Regions from separate parts of the Sus scrofa genome. Here region 2 is linked to region 1. Evidence: chromatin contacts called from public promoter capture Hi-C data. All regions are on one chromosome and are shown on one strand. The core of a region is the stretch at or near the end of the contact, and the rest is flanking DNA. Distances in the headings are between cores, read along the strand shown. Region 1 holds the start of YWHAB (14-3-3 protein beta/alpha). Region 2 holds the start of ZNF335 (zinc finger protein 335).

The links. Promoter capture Hi-C pulls out the DNA fragments that hold promoters and counts their contacts.
Region 2: a contact with region 1 is called in a promoter capture Hi-C map of liver, with 2.4 times the contacts expected there. The contact joins the promoter of ZNF335 here to the promoter of YWHAB in region 1. A contact is called at or near these places in 1 of 5 promoter capture datasets (liver) and 1 of 2 datasets of contacts at active chromatin or transcription factors (alveolar macrophages).

Annotation. Positions count from the first base shown.
Region 1 is chr17:47,295,155-47,301,071 of Sscrofa11.1, reverse strand. It overlaps YWHAB (14-3-3 protein beta/alpha), which reads right to left and starts at 3,052. Exons shown (of 6, transcript XM_005672961.3): 1 at 2,834-3,052.
Region 2 is chr17:48,149,256-48,154,885 of Sscrofa11.1, reverse strand. It overlaps ZNF335 (zinc finger protein 335), which reads left to right and starts at 1,635. Exons shown (of 27, transcript XM_021077367.1): 1 at 1,635-1,776; 2 at 2,456-2,706; 3 at 4,139-4,379; 4 at 5,152-5,229; 5 at 5,472-5,630. The coding sequence starts at 2,506.

The DNA of each region.
Region 1 (5,917 bases), core at 1,803-4,302:
TTCTCCCTGGTATGAAGCAAATACTAGAAAAGCTGGGTTTTTCGCAAGCTTGCTTCCTAGTGCACACTAGCAGTATCTTCCCTGCATGCCAGAAAGAATATATTCCTTCCCAATAAATTACATCTTATGTATTTTCAAAAATTGCTAAAATTCTTGTCCAAATACACTTTCTTGGATAAAATACATGTAAAGAAAAACCAACTACTAAATGGTGTTCACCTGAAACATGTGAATTGTTCTACCACAAGAAGAAATCTATCATTAGAGCCAGACTGCCTGGCTTTGATTCCTGGCTCCAACACCTACCCAGCGAGAGGTGTGTGTGTGTGTGTGTGTGTGTGTGCGCGCGCGCATCTCCTCAGGGAAATTATTTAACTTCTCTGTGCCTCAATTTCCTCAATTGTAAAATGTGGCTAACAGTATTTACCTACCACTGGTTGTTATGAAAGCTTAGTTAATGTGTATGTGCTGAGAGCAACACTCAGCACATATAAATGGTAGCTAGTCCATATATGCATAATATTCATGAATACAATCAAAACATTTACCAAACATCTAGTTAGATCTCACACCTTGATTTTAATTATTGAGTCTGTCGCAATAACACATCAAACACTATTACCACTGGCACTGGTCAGATGAGAAAATGGGCTCAGAAAAGGCTGAAGAGGCTCTACACAAAGTTCAATTTTATCATGATGTATCATTCTTTGAAAGCAACATGTATACAAAGAGGATTGGGTCTCCTCAGAATGTAATCAAGGCAAAAAGAAAGCCCTTAATAGTGAACCCTGTGATTCAAACACAAAACTAGAGGCTTATATTTAACAATTTACAGTTTGTGAGAAAGTCTCTTGACAACTCTGGAGATAGAAAAACCAAGCAGCAGAGATTAAGCTGCACACGGCTAGAAAATGCTGCAAACACAACTGGAATCAAATTTACCTGACTCCAAGTCCAGTGCTCTCTCTGCTTCAACAGCCACAGCCAAATGGGTAAAATGCACTTTTTGCAGCGGCCCGAATCTCTGGAGACTCTGCCTTGAGAACTGGCATTGTGGGAATTTGCTCAGCCTGGTTTTCTGCAGGCTGCTTCCAGATCTACAGAGCTCCAATTCTAAAATGGCTTCAATGTAATGCAAGCACTGCATGATGGGAAATGTACAGAAGATTATAGGGTAGGAGCCATACTCCAGGGGCTGACGGGCCATAAATATTTGCTACTGATGAATGAGGATATTCAACCTGAAAACCAGGTGTGTGGTCTAGGCCAAAGCATCTTATTTCTCATAAAGACTTCGTGGGTTAGATGGATGAATGGTTTCTTATCTCACTGAAAGGAGAGACCAGGAAAATAATTCAGCAGTTGCTTCTGGATTATTATTAGCCTTCCACTGTGAAGATCACCTGTACAATTCTAACCTGGGTCCAGTCAAATTGACAGATATTACCCTCACCACCTGTGCTAAGAACACAGATCCAAGAAAAATGAGGGCCCTGACACGTTCCTAGATAAGAAAAGGGGTGCTCTGGAAGCAGTCAAGAAGGAAATGACCAAGAACCAAGTAATATTAACATATATAAATTTCTAACATGAAAATGCAAAAAACTGAGTACCCACGTGTCTGGTTCTATAAACCACATACGTGTGCGGTTTCATGTGAACAACTGAGACAGAGTGAGAAATGCAGACAATTTTCACATTCTTCCAAGTGCTTCATCCTTCTGTTCTGGCTCCTGTAGCCGCTTGATTGCCAAATTCCGTCTCCCACACAGGGCAAGCAAAATCAGAACCTGATGCCATCTAGCCTTACCAAAGGGAAAAGCAGTGACGGCAAGGACAAAAGACATGAATTTTCACAGAAAGGTTGGCAAACTGTCTTACCAATACTGCCGCCTTTGAAAGCCCCATTACACGTGAGTTCTCCATTTGCAAGAGACAAAGATGTATTCATCTTGGGAAGAAAAGGGGCCTAATCACACCCACCCCTTCTCCACCACCGGGCAAATTTCAGTCCTAAAAACGTGCTAGCCCACAGTATAGGGGAATTTGGGGCGAGGACAAAAGAGACTCTGGCATTAAATGATGGGAAATAACGTGGGAAAATATTCCGATTCTCAACCTCTGACATTTTTTATTTATTTTTTTTTTCTGGGGGTCCGGCCTGACTCAGTAACCGGTTCCACCAAACGCATTTTCTCGATTCAAACCTCAACCCTGTGCTTCCTAGGGAATCTCGGGTTCTGTCAGGCTCCCGCACCAGCGAACGATGATGAAATGGCTTTACTGCAAAGTGGGAGGGGGTCTTCTCTCTGCTCTCTCCCAAGGTTAAACCCCTTACCCATCCAGAGGGAGTCGAGCAGGGCCATTGCGGCTCAAGAACTCGCCTGCATTTGGTTAAATTTCATTTTTGGGAACCGGAAAGCGAGGCGCAGGGGGTGACAGGGCTGAAAGGGTCGGTTCTGGCTGCTCAAGGCGCAGGGAGGGGTCTCGAGGGAATCGAAGATGGGTGATGAGGGGCGGTCAGGGGTCCGGGACACGATTCCCTTCCGGCCCGGCACAGAGCCGCACCCCGCCCGCCGGGCAGGGCCGCAGGCGGCGAGGGCGGCCGGGGCCTCTCCCAGAGCTAAGGGCCCGGCCCCGGAAACAGGGAGGGGCCGCGGCGAGGCCGAGCCCGCGCCGCAGGCGGCCGCACGGGGCTGAACAGGCCGCGCGCCGCTGCCACCCGGGCCCACCTGCGGGTCGCCCTCGTTGCTGCAGCCGCCGCCTGTGGGGGGGGTAGTTTGGAGCTTGGGCCCCTGGGGGCCCCGGGCGGACCCCGCGCCGCACTCACCGTGGGAGGGCTGCAGGGGGCAAAAAAGCTTGCGAGCGGAGCTCCCGGCGCGGTGACCGCTTCTTTCCCAAGCCCACTCCTCTGGCGGCAGCGGCGGCAGCTGCAGTGGCGGCGGCGGCAGCAGCTACCCCGGCTCCGGAATCGGCGGCGGCGGTGGCGGCGGCTCCACTTCCGCTCCGGTCACCACTTCCGCTTCGGCTCGAGCCCCGCCCCTGAGCCGTCTCCTCATTGGGTGAGCAGGGCACGGGGTTGCCCCGGCCGCCCGAGAGGGGCGCGGACAGAGGGAGGAGGAAGGAGAGCTAAGGGCCGGGATGCTGCGGCCGGGGGGAGGGCGGGGGTCGGGGTAGGGAGCTAGGAGGAGGCGGGTGTAGGGGGACGGAAATGGGGGCGGGGAGCTGAAAAAGGAGGTGGGCGGAGTGGAGGCGGGGCTGAGGGGGGGAATCTAGAAAAGCGACATGTGGAAACGAGGGGGCTGGGCAAGGTTTGGGGTTGGGCGGGCCTGAGGCTTAGGCTAGGGAGTCGCCCTGGCCGGGCCCAGAGTCTCTGAGGTCATTGGTTCCCACCCCACCCAAAAAATCATCGTCACTGAGTGAGGTTGAAGTTAGTCCCCTTTTGCTGTGTGCTTTGGAAACACTGCGTTTAAGGAAGGACAGAAATTTTTGCTAAATTTTTCCTTAATCCTCCCTTCAGTCCTTCAAAATACTGATCATTTCCTCCTTTTGTGAACCGAGAAGGCCAGGAATTAGACCTGTGAAGTGTTGTTTTTTTTTTTTTTTTTGGAAGCCTGTGTCCGTGATAGAATACCCCCTCACCCAAGCTCTTAAAGGAATCTTAAGGAACCAGGCTCCACGACACCCCCCACCCCATTCCCATCTGCTCTCACCATTTATCACCATTCTGCCCTTGCCAAGGCCAGTGACTATTAAGCCCAGTTCTTCAAAATGCCTCACCTCCACTGCCTCCCTTTCATTCATTCTTTCAGCGAATATTTATGAAGCAGACTTTTTGTTTCGTGCTGGAGACACAGCAAGAACAAGATAGACGTGGCCCTGCTGTCTTGGAGTTTATAGTCTGATACGAAATAGAACAGAGTAAATAGATAAGCCTTTGTCATTTCTCCTTTGCTTTAGCTTAATGATAGACTTCTAACTCTTCACGCTACCCCCAGTCCTGCTCCCATCAACTGCTGAAATGATCTTTTCTTTTCTTTTCTTTTCTTTTAAGGGCCGTACCCGCAGCATATGAAGTTCCTGGGCTAGGGGTGAATCAGAACTGCAGCTGCCTACCTAAGCCACAGACACAGCAACGTCAGATCCGAGACGCATCTGTGACCTACTCCGCAGCCCTCTGCAATGCCAGGTTCTTAACCCATTCAGCCTCAATGGGAACTCCCTGAAATGATCTTTTCAAAACCCCATTCTAGGAGTTCCCTGGTGGCTCAGTGGGTTAAGGATCTGGCTTTGTCACTGCTGTGGCACAGGTTCAACCCCTGACCTGCCACAGGTGAGGTCAAAAAACAAACATAAAAAAGCATTCTAATTGTGTTCTTTTCTTGCTTAAATTCTTTATTCAGATCTTATTTAATCCTTATTGATAAGCTCTTTGTGTGTGGCAATCAAGTTTTTCTAGAAGCTGCCCCTATCCTTCAGCCTCTTTCTGCTATTTCTTCCTCATCACAAAACCCCAGTTCTATTGGATGATTCCTTATCCTCCCAACATGCCAGCGCCAGTCTTTCTAAAAACCCTTTGGGTTTTTGTTTTGTTTTGTTTTGTTTTTGTTTTCAGGGCCGTACCTGCACAGCATATGGAAGTTCTCAGGCTAGGGGTCTAATCAGAGCCACATCTGCAACCTACACCACAGCTCACTGCAACACATGGCAATGACGGATCCATAACTCACTGAGAGAGGCCAGGGATCGAACCCACAACGTCATGGTCCCTAGTCGGATTCGTTTCCTCTGTGCCATGACAGGAACTCCCTCTTTTCATTCTCTTTCTTTCATTTTTTATTATAACAATTTCCAAAGCAACACAATGGTAGAGAGCATAGTACAGTAAACTCCATGTACCCATCACTCAGCTTTATTTTACTCTTCTGCAAGCTCTCACACTTTTTTTTTTTTTTTTTTTGTCTTTTGTCTTTATAGGGTCCCACCTGTGGCATATGGAGGTTCCCAGGCCAGGGGTCGAATCAGAGCTACAGCTGCCAGCCTACACCACAGCCAGAGCAACGCAGGATCCGAGCCTGGTCTGCAACCTACACCACAGCTCACATCAATGCCAGATCCTCAACCTACTAAGCGAAGCCAGGGATTGAACCCGCAGCCTCATGGTTCCTAGTCAGATTCCTTTCCCCTGCACCACGACGGGAACTCCCACTTTTTTTTTTTTGTTTTGTTTTTTCTAGTGCCACACCCAAGGCATGTGGAGGTTCCCAGGCTAGGGGTCCAGTCGGAGCTGTAGCCACCAGGCTACGCCAGAGCCACAGCAATGCGGGATCCAGGCCACGTCTGTGACCTACACCACAGCTCACGGCAACGCCAGATCCTTAACCCACTGAGCGAGGCCAGGGATCAAACCCGAAACCTCATGGTTCCTAGTAGGATTTGTCAACCACTGAGCCACGAAGGGAACTCCATCCCACTTTTTTTTTAACAGCACTATCTTACAGCAAATCCCAGGTATCATATCATTGCATTCATAAACATATTAATATATAGCTCCAACAGTAAGAATTAGAAAAAAAATAACAACCATAACTCCATGATCACGCTGAACGAAATTAATAACAATTCCTTACAATCTTGCAAGACATAATCCAGGATCAATTTTCTCTAATTATCTCAAAAATGACTTGTCACATTGGTTTATTTAAATCAGGATCCGAAAATGTCTACACTTTGCATTTAGCTTCTAAGTCTCTTAATTCTCTTTGATTCTGTAACAGTTATTCCTACCCCTCCTTTCAAAAAATATATAATTGAACTGTTGAAGAAACTGGGTAAATTCTCCTGTAGAGTTTCTCACCATCTGATTTTGACTGACTAGATCCTTGCATTGTTTTAAAAATGTGACATTGTCCTT
Region 2 (5,630 bases), core at 386-2,885, 860 kb before region 1:
GGTAGGGCTCACGGAAAGTGCTCTCCCGCCTTCTTCCCACTTGGCTCTTCTCCTCAGCATTTTTCTCAACGGTCCACTTGAACGTCCTTCTGACCCGGAGCTCCTTCACTGCTTCTAGAAGTCTCCCCATCAAAGCTGAGGCCAGAACTACAAACTACATATTCTGGTGGGAAGAACCCTGGAACAGCAGTCAACAAACCAGGTTGGCTTGCTTGCCTTTGTAATGGAAGAACTGCGATATTTGTTTCAAGGCATTAAGACCTTAGGCCATGAGCTTTCACTCTCTGGTCTTGAGCTCCTTGATGAGGCGGTTATTTTCTATATCATGACATTCTGCAACCTTATGATTTGGTGGCAAAGGCCAAGGTTAGGACTGTGCCTTCGTTGGGTTGGGAATGGAATAGGTGCTGTGGAGGTACTCCTCAGTACCCGGATGTCCTTGAGGGAGGTCGCTTGGCAGGATACATCCCAGTGGCGTGGAATGGGGATTGGAGGTGGCTCTGTAGGACTGAGGAATCAGATTGGAAAAACTGCCTAGTGGGGAGCAAACCAACCTGCTATCATGCCCTTGTTTATCCAGCTCTCTAGGGCTGCTCTGGGAGCCTGGAACTGCTGAATGGGGGGTAGTGGTTGCGAGTGGGCAGAGCCAATCCAGAGGCCTCATGCTGTCTTCCTCCTACCAAAACCTGCTCCTAGGAAAAGACCAGGGAAACCCCCTCATACTCAGTACAACAAACCATAATAGCTGAAACACCCTGTCTTTTTAAGCAGGTTTTCTTTGCAGGGGTTTAGATTTCTCCCACCGCCCCCTTCCCCATTTGTATTTTTCAATTGATGAAAACAACTTATGCAACAAGACTCTGGGACAAACCGGAGAACCAGTCTCCTGAGCAAAATGCGAAAAAGGCTTAAACAGAGGGTACTGCCAAAGGTGGCATTTCAAGCATCAGAAGGGGAAAGTCGTACCTTTCTGAAAAGCTGCAGACTTCTAAATACATCTACATATATTGAGCAGAGAAGGGCTGTGGAGGTAGCTTGACCTCCATCTCTATTATGTAACAAATCTGTGTCCAAAGCTCAAGAAGGGCCAGGCACTCACTCATCTCCATTTCTCCAACTCTGGCCATTCGGGTTTGCATTCAGAATCCCTATACTTGATGTGACTTTGGACCAGCCACCTCCCATCTCGGGGCCTCAGTTTCCCCATTTGTAAAACCAGGATTATACGCTCCCCTCCTCCCAGGACACGTCAAACCTAATCGGGAAAGATTTGATTGGGTACGATGAGAATGCAAAGTAATTGGTTAAAAGCCAGGCGAAAGGACGCATAACAGATACCTCCCTCCCGCCAAGCCAGTCGCACTCCATTCGGACTGTTCCGGGAAGGGCGTGGACAGGCCACTGGGAGTCACGCCCCCGGAAGTGGGGCCAGCCTTAGCCGCGCCCAGCCCTGCGGCCCAAGGAAGGGACCCAGGGATGACGTCACACAACTCCTAGGTATTCATCCGCCGCGAGAGAAAGTAGTCCCCAAACCATAGCTGACTCCACCACCGGTACTAAGCGCTATAAAAAATTCTACATTCTCTTAGGGCTCTAGTATACTTTTGAGGCCTCGGAACCACCTTCCAGCACACTGGAAGCCTGTCTTTCTCCGGGCCGGCGTAGGAAGTAGTTCCGGCCTGCAATACACCGATGGGTCCCTCCGCAACGGGGGAAAGAGGATGGCGACCTCGTCGATGCCGGAGTCGGGGAGGAACGCGGTTACGGAAGCGTCAGGTGAGCGTCGGGTAGAGTCAGGTCGCCCCACTGCACCCTTCCGTGAAGTGAGGCCACAATGCGGGGATACCCGGCAGCGAGGTGCCGAGCCCGGCGGGGCTGTCCGAACAGGGCCCCGGGGTCCCAGGCCCTTTAGTTGCTCTCGGACTTGCCTGAGCGGAAACTCGGCGCCACCACAAGATGGCGTCGGGCCTGGAGCGCAGGCAGCGCCGGGGACAGCCCCGAGTCTCCAGGCCCCGGGACCGTCGCTGTCAGCCCCCTCCGCACGCGAACCAGGGGAGGGGGGGAGCAAGCTGCTGACCCAGGGGGCCTGCGGGCTGTACCACCGACCCTTCCCCCGGGGGGACTTGGGGGACCAAAGGGCTGAACCACTGAGCCTGATCGGGCCCCGTAGAGTGAACCACTCTGCTGGAATCATGGAGGGGAGGAGAAAAGGGTCAAGATTACCCGCCATTGACGACCCTCCCGGGGATGGGGAAGGAGCCCGAGACGGGGAAGCAAGGCTTCCTGGTTCTGTTTTCCCGAAGCTCCCCTCGCGGTACACTAGAAAGCCCCGCCCCGCCGGCTACTCGGTCTCTGCATCTGCGAAATGGGCGCATGGGTGCAGCTGGGTGGGCCGCGATGGCCGGGGCCGAGGAGGAGGCCCACCTGTTCCAGCCCCCGTCACCGCTTCTCGCAGAGTGAAGGCCCCAGATCCTGCGCCCTCCTGTCAGGCCTCCCCCGGAACCAATGGAAGAGAACGAGGTGGAGAGCAGTAGCGACGCGGCCCCTGGGCCTGGCCAGCCCGAAGAGCCCTCTGAGAGCGGCTTGGGTGTGGGCACCTCGGAAGCCGTGTCGGCCGACAGCAGCGACGCGGCGGCCGCCCCGGGGCCGGCGGAGGCCGACGACTCCCGCGTGGGTCAGAGCTCGGACCGCGGTAGCAGCTCTCTGGTATGGCCGGCGTTGGGGGGAGGCAGCAGCTTCCAAGGGGAAGCCAGCAAGGCTTGCTTATAACCAATATTTGTTTATGGTTTGTTGTGAGCCAGACACCGTGCCAAGCCCCTGGCTTGAATTTTCTCTTTTGGCTCTCATACCTTGTAAGGCATATATCAGTCTTTCCCACATCTCACAGAGAAAGAAACTGAGGCACAGAGCCAGGATTCAGATCTAGACTGCGGGCTGAGCTCCTGCACTACCCACTCTCCTCACTCTTAGAGATGCAGGTGAAACCTAGTTCAAGTCTTGGCTCTACCTCTGATTCACTGGGAGACCTCTTTGAGCCTCAGTTTTCTTCCTGTAAAACGGAGCAGAAATGCCTGCTGCTGAGAGTGCTCTGTTGCAAGCTCCTACCACACATTTTCTTGGAAACACCTTGTAAAATAGTCTCCCGGTTCTTCCACCTCCTAGTTCTGTAATCTTGGGCAGGCAACCCAACTTTCAGCTGTCAGTTTTCTCATCTGTAGGGTGGGAAGAAGAAATATACCTTCTTCTCCTGCTGTGTAGCACTGGGAACTATGTCTAGTCACTAATGGTTGGGGCATGATAATGTGAGAAAAAAGAATGTATACATGTATGTGTAACTGGGTCACCTTCCTGTACAGTAGGGAAAAAATCGTACTGGGGAAATAGCAATAAAAACATTTAAAAAAAGAAATATACCTTCTTCAATAGGGTTTTATTGAGGATTAAATGACTCGATACATGCTAAACAGTGAACACAGTGGTCAGTGCATGGTAAGCAGTCGCTAAGTATCAGCTACTATCGTGGTCAGTGTCTGCAAGGTGGTGATCATTTTCAGGACATTGCATTATAGAGCAACACAGCAATAGCCTTCACTTTAGGGCCCAGGGATTTTGATTCAGCAGAAATGGACCTAGCATGTGCCCAGCTGCTGCTGGGCCCTGAGGATACGTCAGGAGACAAGAGAGATGTGGTCCCAGCCCTCACGGAGAGTCCGACCTGGGAACCATGATGTGATGGGGGATACAGGCCACCACGTCACTAAGGATGGAGAGGTCTTCACTTGGCCTTGGGCATTAGGGTCAGCTTCCCAGAAGAGGGACCAGCTGAATGGCATTGAGAAGGCTGAGGAGGAGTTAGCCATGATGTGATGCTAGGGAGCGATTCAGACGGGAGATCAGCTCCACCTGGCTGTTGGGTGGAGCATGGGGGATGTGGAGCCTTGTATCTCACCAAAGCCAGAGACCCTGGGGCTTGCAATTGGGAGGCTCTGTGACAAGAGGGCTTCTCCCACTGGTCCATGATGGGGCTCAGGGTGTGGGTGGCTCCACTCACCATGTCCTTGGGCCAAGGTGGGGGGTAGCCTGCCTTGCCCCATCCGTGGCTCCTAAACTACCTCTCTCCCTGTTTCCTGGCCCCCAGGAGGACGTATCCGAGAGCAGCTCCAGCACAGACCCGCTGCCCCATGGCTACCTCCCTGATTCATCCTCTGTTTCCCACGGGCCAGTGGCCGGGGTGACGGGTGCCCCCCCCGCCCTCGTGCACTCCAGCGCACTCCCGGACCCCAACATGCTGGTGTCCGACTGCACGGCTTCCTCCTCGGACCTGGGCTCAGCCATCGAAAAGATCATCGAGTCCACCATCGGGCCCGAGCTCATCCAGAGTGAGTCAGGCTGCAGAGGGCCAGGGTCGCCCCCCAGGGCTTTCCCTGCAGAACCAGCCGTGCAGATGTAGGCCATTAGCCATACCAGTCTGAGTTTGTCATGTGGGAGCCATAATCCCTTCTCAGGGCAGTGGTAAGTGACGTGAGGTTCTAACGAGGCAGCATAGTGCCTGGTGCAGCATATGCACACGGTATAGAAACAGTACTGCCTGACTTTGTACTGGCGTCTGCTCTTAACACTTTACGTGCAGTAGCTCATTAATCCTCATGGTAACCCCAAAAGGTAGGTGCCATTATGATCCTCACAGTCTAGGTGAGAAAGCCAAGGCACAGGGGACGTAAATTAACGTACCCGCTGTCATCAGCAGGTGTTGGGCCGTGACCTCAGACAGTCTGACTCCAGAGCTGATGCTCAAGATTGACCACATTGTACCTTTTATTATTAATGATGCATGTAAGGGCCATAGCACCTGGAAAAGCCCTGGGATGGTCTGGAAAGCCGATCCTAAGAAAGTAGTGAGGGAGCCAGGCCTTGACCTTGGAGAAGTTTGAAGAGGAAAGAGGAGGATCCTCCAGGTTTAATGGTAAAGGCAGGCGGCTGTGGACTGGATACTGGGCCAGCATGTCACACCAAATGTCCCAACAGCCCTGCCCTGGACGGGAGCTAGGGAAAAGGGCAGAATAGCTGATTCACAGTCACACAGCTGGGTCAGGATGAGTGTGGCCAGTGACAGTTGTTATCAGAGGGGCATCTCCCCACATCTCTTCCCAGGCTGCATCACTGTGACCAGTGCTGAGGATAGTGGGGCCAAGACGACACAGTACCTGATCCTGCAAGGGCCTGATGATGGTAAGACCCCAGGCGCTGGACCTAGGGAGCCCTACAGTGGGCGGGGCAGTGGGTGAGGACGGCTCTGCCACAGGCACACCGTGTGATCTTGGCAGCTTATCTACTGCTCTGGGCCTCAGTCTCCCCACTGTTATTCTGGTGGGGACTTGGGTTCTAGGATCCCTGGGCCTGCCTGAGGGGGCAGCTGTAGCTCATGGCCAGTTTTCCCCTCTACTTCCCTCTGACTCCTTCAACCTCACCAGGTGCCCCCATGGCATCACCGATGTCCAGTTCCACCTTGGCCCACAGCCTGGCAGCCATTGAGGCCCTGGCCGATGGGCCCACATCCACATCTACGTGCCTGGAGCCACCTGAGGAGGCTCAGGGTGGGCCCAGCTCCCCAGTGCAGCCACCCCTGGGTT